Regions from separate parts of the Sus scrofa genome. Here region 1 is linked to region 2. The links are chromatin contacts, called in public Hi-C maps. All regions are on one chromosome and are shown on one strand. Each heading gives the region's core, a stretch centred on a gene start, on an enhancer-like site or on the middle of the called end of the contact. The rest is flanking DNA. Distances are from core to core; before and after follow the strand shown.

Region 1 (4,698 bases), core at 742-3,241, 44 kb after region 2:
AGATGAGGCAGTAGAGTTACAGAAAGGTCAAGTATATTGCCCAGTGTGTCTCACAGATGGGCAGGGGAAAGAAACAGGACATTCACTTTGGCAATGTCAGGCTGTCAAGGGTGAAAGGCACTTTTGTATTTTATAATTGCTTTGTAACACTCCAGAGGGCAGAACCAGGAGCAATGAATGTAATCTACTGGGAGGCAGATTTCAACTCAAAGAAAAAAAATGATTAGAACTGTTTGAAATTTTAATGGAGTGTCTTTTAAGGTAGTGAATTCTCCATCGCAGGATGTAAGGAAAAAAAATATAGAAATGAATGAATGAATGAATGATGCTCCTCTTGGAAAGAAACTATACAAATCATGAAGCCAACCCTTGGTGAAAAGAATAAAGAAGGTATAGTGAAACTTGATTTAAAAGACACACATCATTGAAAAACTGAAAAGCAAAACAGTTATAGAAAAGATATAAAGGTGAGCTAATATTTATCTTGCTGCTATCTCAAAGCAAATTAGGTGTTGGAGAAAAACAACAAAAAGCTCTTTTTAATTTTTTTTAACGGCTGCACCCGAGGCATATGGAAGTTCCCCAGGCCAGGGATTGAATCCAAGTGGCAGCTGTGACCTGTGCTGCAGCTGTAGCAACGCTGGATCCTTTAACTCACTGTGCCTGGTCAGGGATGGAACCTGCATCCTTGCAGTGACCCCAGCTGCTGCAGTTGCATTCTTAACCCACTATGCCACAGTGGGAACTCCAACAAAAAGCTCTTAAAATGGGAAATTCCACCTACGAATTTCTGTTTGGAAACTTACTAGACAGCCCAGGATCCTCACCAACCTAATGGTCACCTACCCTGAAAGTGTAAAATACAGAGAGGTGAGGTATAGTCTTCTCTCTGGAAGAAAGGGCATTTGCATGTGAAAATAGAATCCAAGCTGATAATGAGATGCAGGCATGTTGTTGAAGATCATAAAACACCCTTAGATCCAAAAGTACATGCTGTAATAACAACTGTGTATGTTAGCATGATTTTAATCCTGCTGCTCTGTGTTTGGTCCACAGAATTGTTGCATAGTTTAATATAAATGTCGTTCGTCTATGCTGAATCTATCTTCCAGGTGTAGCAGTCCTAGGACCCACATATTCATTCATATGCAATGAATTAATATAAACTTCCTCAACCAGTAACACCAGCAGGTTGTTGGTTAAAGATTTAGGGTCCCATCAAAATGTCCTTCTTCTATAATAAATAATAATTACTGAATAGTATATATATAGCACATATAACATAATACATATGTAATATATATAAATACATAATACATATATAGAAACTCCATGCTCTCCACCAAAAATGCTCCCATTTTAGATAAGTTTTCAAACTATTTGTACTCAGATGCACACATGTGTATTTTGATTTCTGATAAAGTACTCGGGCAATTTTAGATTTATGTACCTCACAAACTTTACTCTTTATAGAGTTCTAAAACTGAATGATTACTAATTTAGACTGGAACTTCTATTTGTGATTTAGATCTGGAGACTTAAGAAAATCCATGAAGTCAAGTGAAAGTGTATCTCCCATGAAAGTGACAAGAGATGAAAACCTTGTTGACAGAGCTACATGGACATGATGGAGTTATGGATGTGGTTTAAAACTGGAAGAGGTGGCATATGATGGTGACTCATTAAGAAGAAATAGTCAAAATTTCAGTGCAGGATCCGTAGTGGAAATAGTGGGCCTTGGTAGCTGATGACAGGAGAATGAGGGAGAGAGGCGTTATCAGGGGAAGAGGCAGAGAGGACGAGGCAATAACCCTTAAGACTGGATGCTGACCGGCTCCGGTAACTAGGAAAAGGCAAATATAAACAAAGAAGGGTGAGTTTGTGGGTCTGGTGTGTTGGGGGTCAGGAAATACTGGCTGGTAGCTGCAGCTCGGCCGGCGGTCAAAGTGGTAACTGGGGATCTGAGCTCGGCGGTGACGCGCCGCCCTCACGTGACCAGAGCCCGTGTCTGCCCAAGTCCCTCTCGCCCTGGTCCTTTTTGCCTGTCCAGACACCATCTGCCTATTGCCCTTTGCTCGAGGGGAAAAGCAGAAGGAAGTAAGTCCCCTCCGCCCTCTTAAATCGGTGTGAGTGTCGGTGCTGCCCAGTAACCCCAGGGATTGAGATGGCACAGCGTCCAGGCCTTTCCCCGTGCCCAGCCCCGCCCCCTGCGCCCACATTTCGGTGCAGAAATTGGTGGTTTAAGGGGTGGGGTGGGGAGGTGAGTGCCACCCACCCCCGGGAAGGAAACACGGACACTTAGAAATAGCGTCTAAGCAAATCCTTCGCTTCCACTTACCGCCTGAAAAGAAATGACGAGCATGGGGGGGGGGGGGCGCAGGGAGGGCAAGGAGGACGAAGCTTTGAGATGGTGGGGGGAAGAAGACGGGGGCCGGCGTGGGGGCGGCGGCTGGTGCCCAGAAAAGGGGCGTGTGTGGCAGTCCTTCCCTCCTCCCCGCTCCCCGCCCCCTACCCTGTCTCGGCGTCTGTCTGCAGGTCTGAAGGTCACGGCGGGGCACCTCGAAGAGGGGACGCCTAGGAGCCAGCCGCCGGGAGAGGTCCAGGTCGGGGAAGGGGTGGGCAGCGGACGGGGCTGGAGTGTGAGCGAGGGCGCTGGAGGGAGCCGGGGCCGCGGCCCCAGTGGCCCGCCCCGCCCCTGCTGCGGCGGGAGAGGCCTGTGCGGCAAGGCCTGCCGGGAAAATGGTGGGCTTTCGGGGAGGAGGGGGCGACAAGGTGCGGAGGCGGGGGAGGTGCGGAACCCGACGCGGCCCAGTGCCCCGGGCCGGAGAGCCTCTCCGACAACCTAGGTTGGAGGACCTGGGCCCAGACTCGGGAAGAGGCAGGTTTTGGAACCCGTGGGCGGGGTTTGGGTCCAGACGCCCCAGATTCTGACTCGCCTCTGCCTTTCTTGTCTCCTGTGAATAACTGTGCTTAAAAAAGACCATCCCGATCATGGAAAAAGCCTGCCAAGAGCCTGAGGAGCAGCCACAGAGCTCGCCCAGGTCGGATGAGGAGCGGCCTCCTGGGGATCACTCTCCCGAAAAGTCGTCCCCGGAGGAGGCGTCTTCGGACGAGCAGTCCTCGGAGGAGGAGTTCTTTCCCGAGGAACTCCTTCCCGAGCTCCTTCCAGAGATGCTCGTGTCGGAGGAGCGCCCTCCGCAGGAGCGCCTGTCTAGGAAGGACCTTTTTGAGGAGCGCCCTCCCATGGAGCAGCCTCCTTGCGGGGTGGGCAAACATAAGCTAGAAGAGGGGAGCTTTAAAGAAAGGCTGGCTCGCTCCCGCCCGCAATTTAGAGGGGACATACACGGTAGAAATTTAAGCAACGAGGAGATGATAAAGGTAGCAGAGGAGATGGAAGAGATGAAGCGAGTCCGAAACAAGTTGATGATCATGCACTGGAAGGCAAGGCGGAACCGCCCTTATCCCATTTAACGTGTTCGGCCTTTAATTCTGTTTTGCCTGATCCAAGGATTATCACCCGAACTTTGCTTTTTCTCAACTATCCTAGCCCATCTTCATCATTTTTACTTTGCGCGTGGCTTTGAGGTGTTTCGCTTGTAACTGGCATAAAATTGCCCCCCCACCTGCAAGTCCCCCTCTTTCAATGATGAGTTTCCTCCGTTTGCATGGAAAGATGTACATTATATATTGTGAAGCGAAAAAAGCGGTTTTCAAAAAGTATATGTAGCATCCCATTTTGTAAAAATGTATATTTATATATTAATATGCAAAGAAAAACTGAAAATATATACTTCGAAGGCTTAACAGTGGCTGTGTGGTAAGATAACAGGTTGATTTTTCATTTTTGCTTCAATTGAATTTCTCATTTTTTTTCAAGAGGAACACATTTTACATGTGTTGCAAAAAAACCCCAATATAATGGGAAAAAATTGTAAAGCAATTTAAAAAACTGTCAGCTTATGAAGACTTAATGTGGCACTTAATAAATAATTGTCAGAATTTTAAAAAAGAAAGTAAATCCCGTTTTTTTCTGAATCTCTTAGGCAGAAATATAAACCAGTACTCAATATATTTAAGGGTCATTCTTTTCTCATCGAAATAGGTATAGGACTTGATTGATTTATGAGGCTGCTGCGGAACCAAATGAGGTAAAGGTCTTGGGAGCTCTTTTTTCACTTACTTGAACATGCTGGGGCCTATAGATTCCTTTCAAATCCAGAAGATAGTACCCAAAAGAGGTCGCATTTGCACTCACAAATCCTGGGCAATTCCAAGTGAGTGCCACATTCTATACCTGTCCCATTCCTCTCTTCCTTTGGATGCCGCCATGTCTGCTGGGCACAGCTGCCCCTTCTCCCAGGTCCTGCTCCTTCCATGTCCCCCTTCGCAGCTGAAATGCTGGAGTCCTCCAGGTGCCAAGCTTTCCTGATTGCTCTCCAGTCCTCACTGGGCCAAAGCTGAACTGTCTCCGACAGATAGAGGGAGGACGCCCCTCCTCTGGCTTTCATATTACACCCATCCAGGCGGATACTGTCCCACTGCTGCTTAAACCTCTCTGTCCTAAAGAATTTGTGAGTTCCCATCGTGGCTCAGTGGTAACGAACCCAGCTAGTATCCATGAGGACACAGGTTCGATCCCTGGCGTAGCTCAGTGAGTTAAGGATCCAGCATTGCCTTGAGCTGTGGTGTAGGTCGAAG
Region 2 (4,668 bases), core at 2,110-4,609:
CACAGCAACGCAGGATCCGAGCCGAGTCTGCAACCTACACCACAGCTCACGGCAACGCCGGATCGTTAACCCACTGAGCAAGGGCAGGGACCGAACCCTCAACCTCATGGTTCCTAGTCGGATTCGTTAACCACTGCGCCACGACGGGAACTCCTCCATTTCTTAATTATTATGAACAGTGCTGCCAAGAACATTTGCACACAAGTTTTTATGTGAACATATTTTTTCATTTCTCTTGGATATTTACCTAGAATTGAAATCGTCAAGTCATACGGCAACTTAATGTTTAACATTTTGAGAAACTGCTGGACTGTTTTCTACAGCAGCTGCACCATTTCACATTCTTACCATCACTATGTGATGGTTCCAGTCTCTGTACGTATTTGCCAGCACTAGTTATCATCCTTTTTTATTATATCCATCCTTGTGTGTATGAAGTGGTAGCTCACTGCGGGTTTGATTTGCATTTCCCTGACAGCTAATGATGTTGAACATCATGCTTTTTGGCCTTTGTATATCTTGTTTGCTGTACTATCTATTCAAATCCTTTGCCCATTTTTAAATTGGGTTTTTTTTAAAAATTGAGTTGTAAGTGCCCTTTGTGTATTCTAAATATAAGTCCCTTATCAGACATGTTACTTTCAATATGTTTCTTCTCTTCTGTGGGTTGCTTTTCACTTTTTAATAGTGTCCTTTAAATTAAATTTAATTAATTTTAAAAAGTTTGACATTTTGGTGAAATCCCATTTTCCCATATTTCTTTATTGCTTGAGCTTCTAATGTTATATCTAAGAAACCATTGATCAGCCCAAGATCATGAAGAATTACACCTTAATTTTCTTCTGAAAGTTTAATAGTTTTAGCTTTTATATTTAGAACTTGACCTATTTTGAGTTAAATTTTGTATATGATGTGACATGAGGGTCCAAATTCATTTTTTGTCCACCATAATTTGTTTCTTTTCTTTTCTTTCTTTCTTTCTTTCTTTTTTTTTTTTTTTTTTTGTCTTTTGTCCTTTTTTAGGGCCACACCCAGGGCAAATGGAGGTTCCCAGGCTAGGGGTCTAATCAGAGCTACAGCTGCCAGCCTACGCCACAGCAACTTGGGATCTGAGCCACGTCTGTGACCTACACCACAGCTCATGGCAATGACAGATCCTTAACCCGCTGAGCAAGGCCAGGGATCGAACCCACAACCTCATGGTTCCTAGTCGGATTCATTTCTGCTGCGACATGATGGGAACTCCTCTCCACCATAATTTGTTGAAAAGACTCTTCTTCCACTACTAAATTTTCTAGGCACTCTGGTTGAAAATCAATTGTCTGTAAATGTGAGGGTTCATTTCTGTACTATCAATTCTATCCCTTTGGTCTATATGTCCTTATGCTAGTATCACATTGTCTTGATTCCTACAGCTTAATAGTAAGAATTGAAATCAGGAAGTGTAAGGCCTCAAATTTTATCCTTCCTTTTCAAGATTGTTTTGATTATTCTGAGTTCGTTGCATTTCCATATGAATTTTGGGATCAGCTTGTCAATTTCTGCAAGGAAACCATCTGAGATTTTGACAGAGATTCTGTTGAGCCTGCAGATCAGTTTAGGAACTATTGCCCATCTTAACAATATGAAGTCTTCCAATATGAACACAGGCTATTTTTCCATTTCTTTAGGTATTCTTTAATTTCATTCGACAATATTTTATAGTCTTGGACTTTTAAAATAAATTCATTTGTGGAGTTCCCTGTTGTGGCTTAGTGGGTTAAGAACCCAACTAGTGTTTTTGAGGATGAGAGTTCGATCCCTAGCTTTGCTCAGTGGATTAAGGATCCAGCCTTGTTGCAAGCTGCAGCGTAGGTCACAGATCATAGCTGTGGCTTGGATCCAGTGTTGCTGTGTCTGTGGCATAGCCTTCAGCTGCAGCTCCAATTAGATCCCTAGCCTAGGAACTTCCATTTGCCAGAGGTGCGGCCATAAAAAGAAAAAGAAAAAAAAAGATCGTAGCTTTATAAATCATTCTGCTTCATTAAAGTATGAATTCTTCCTTCCAGTATAAATGAAAACCCACACAGATCAGACAAGACAGCTAGCAGGGCACCTAGCACAAAGGTGGTATTTTCTAGAGGGCAATACTACATCCTGAGGTTATCCTTTGTGTCCCACCATCCATAGTAACCTGGGATTATGGATAGCTAATAATTAGTTTTACCACTATTGAGCACTCAACATAAAAGGATTATTTTTCTAACCAAACACCCAAAGATAACAATAAAATGTTTTAAAACATAAGATTATATTTTAGCACCTTATTATCTCCATGGGTAAATGTTAGATGTGGAATTGTTGGACCGAAATATCAAATATTTTTATTTTTAAGCAATTTACAAAGTTGCCCTTCAGATGATGTTCACCAACACAATCAACAAGAGCAGGGAAGAATGCATGTCCCCAATCCCTTAACAAATCTGGTACACGTTTTTATGTAATCAAATCCATCAACGCTGTCCTTATCTGTTCTTCTCTCTGTTACTACATTTTTAAAGGCCTTCCATACAAAAAGCTTATGTAGAAGCAGAGGCTGGTTATTCAGAGCTTGTTATAACAAGGGAGCTAGCCACCATAACTTGTATTTGGCAGAGACTAAAGGCAAGCAGGGGAATGGGAAAGCTTTGGAGTGAAAAGGGGAAGACCAAGTTTTCACTGATTGGACGTCGTTGGCATGGAAAAACTGGAGGCATGTAGCTAGAAGCAGTCTCATTTAATGTGATTGATTTGGGAAGCATATTTAGATTTCTCTAGTTGGCAAAGCAAAAATAAGGAGTCTGGCAGTCATTGATCAAATCCTGAAGATTGCTGTAAAGACTGGGGTTTGGCTTCTGGGGCTGCTTGCTACAGAGGTTGTGGGTCATAATTCTATTGTCATATATGGTCTGCTCATTGTCCGTTATGTATTCAGTCTCTCCCTTGGGGGGAAGAAAAAGAATCGTTCTTTCATTCTGCTTCAAATATAATTTAATTTTTAGATCTAAATATTTAACTCAGAAAATTTGTGCATGTCAGGGAAAAGGGATAATTTCACTTTAACGGGAACGTTTTTCCTAGTTTTTTTCTGAAGTGCAACATTCTACTGTTTGTACCGTCTTTCAATGTAATTTAAGAGGAACGTTTTCAAGACTCCACCCCCGAACCGCCCAACCCATTAAAAAAAAAAAAAAAAGCTCCTGTGGTTTTTATTAAAATTCCTTCCTCGACCATCTTCTCGGGAAGAAGGAAAAGGACAAAAGGGCCAGGAGAGGTTCGGGGGGACCTGCCAGAGGGAGGCGGCGGGCAGCTGGCAGATGCCCGCTGGTGGGCGGGGTGCGGAGGCGGAGCTCAGGTGACGCGACGGTCACGTGACCGCCGGGCGCCGAAGTGGGCACCGGTCCGGGTGCCCGCCCTCCCTCCCTGCGGTCGGACCCGGAGCCGTCTGCGAGCCCCTAATTGTTGCTCCAGGTTTTTTCAGGTCAGTGTGAGAGCTCTCGTCGCTGCCTGCGGGACACCGGGAGAGGAGGAACGAGCAGGGAAAGGAAAAAGATTGGGAATAGGGTCCGGGTCGCGGGGAGCTGGCCCGAGTGTAGATAGAGATGGCGGTGGGAAAACGGCTAAGGGGGATCCAGCGGCCGTTGGGCGGAGGGTGGGGAAGGCAGACACCCCAAGTACTCATTCTCCCTTTTTCCGCACCTCCTCTTCTCTGCCCTCCGTCCATTTTGGAGCGTGAGATCGGGAGTTGGGGGTCGCCCCAGCAGTGAGACAGTGGAAATAACCCCCCTCTGCCACTCCGTCCGTAGAGTAAAAAGTTGACCTCAAGGGTGGAGAGGCGAGTTGCCTCTGGGGTAGAAGGGCGCAGAGATCCAAAATTAGTTTGGAAAACATCCTAGTCTGGCGCCCGAGGCGTGAAAAGAAATGGCGGCTGGGGTGCGGGGGGGCGGAGGAGATGGGGGAGGGAGACGTTGGGCGAGGAGGGCCGGGATTCAGGAAAGGGACCCAAGTCCCTGTGCATCCACCGGACGCCCAGCCGCGGTCTCCTGTCTGTCTGCAGGTCTGTGAGGCTGTTGTTCCCAGCACCGTGCTGGGCTCCATAAAGACGAGGAGCCTGTCCAGAATCCCCGCAGGTCAGTGAAGTAGGGGAGCACTGGACAGCGACCCAGAGGGGTGCAGAGTGCGGAGGGCGCGGCCTGGGCAGAATTGGGGACCCCGCTGTCCACTTCCCAACACATCTTCACACACTCTGCCATGCTGAGCAAACGTTGGGGGAAAATGGCAGGGCCTGCAACAGAAATGATTGGCTCCTGTGTGTGGGAGGAATGGTGGGGTAAAGGGTGGGCAGAAGGCACACTAGGAGGGCTGGGCCAGGTCTGGGGATCCCAGAAAGGAGCGAGAAGCAAATCCTACCATCCCAACCTGCAGTCCACCCCCAGCCCTCAGTCTCCCTTGTCTCCTCTTTGTCTTCTCTTCCCCCTACCCCACCCCCAGGACAGGAGAAAGAGGGGACATCTCAACATGGAAAAACTCTGCAATGAAAATGAAGGAAAGCCTGAGAACCATGGAAAGATGGAAGAGGAAGAAGAGCCACAGGATGCGGGAAAGCCAGGAGTAGCTTGTGCCGTGGCAGACAAGGAAAAGTTAGAAAAC

What was found. Hi-C and Micro-C count contacts between places; a contact is called where the count stands out from the background.
Region 1: a Hi-C map of embryonic fibroblasts shows a contact between it and region 2, with 5 times the contacts expected there. The contact joins the promoter of TCEAL1 here to the promoter of TCEAL4 in region 2. A contact is called at or near these places in 1 of 5 promoter capture datasets (liver), 5 of 47 Hi-C or Micro-C datasets (embryonic fibroblasts, epiblast stem cells, fetal heart ventricle and 2 more) and 2 of 2 datasets of contacts at active chromatin or transcription factors (alveolar macrophages and skeletal muscle).

The regions. Positions count from the first base shown.
Region 1 is chrX:84,517,008-84,521,705 of Sscrofa11.1, forward strand. It overlaps TCEAL1 (transcription elongation factor A protein-like 1), which reads left to right and starts at 1,992. Exons shown (of 3, transcript XM_003135265.5): 1 at 1,992-2,097; 2 at 2,536-2,603; 3 at 2,980-4,013. The coding sequence starts at 2,992. The coding sequence ends at 3,471.
Region 2 is chrX:84,471,873-84,476,540 of Sscrofa11.1, forward strand. TCEAL4 (transcription elongation factor A protein-like 4) reads left to right here and starts at 3,360. Exons shown (of 3, transcript XM_005657895.3): 1 at 3,360-3,499; 2 at 4,076-4,148; 3 at 4,515-4,668. The coding sequence starts at 4,537.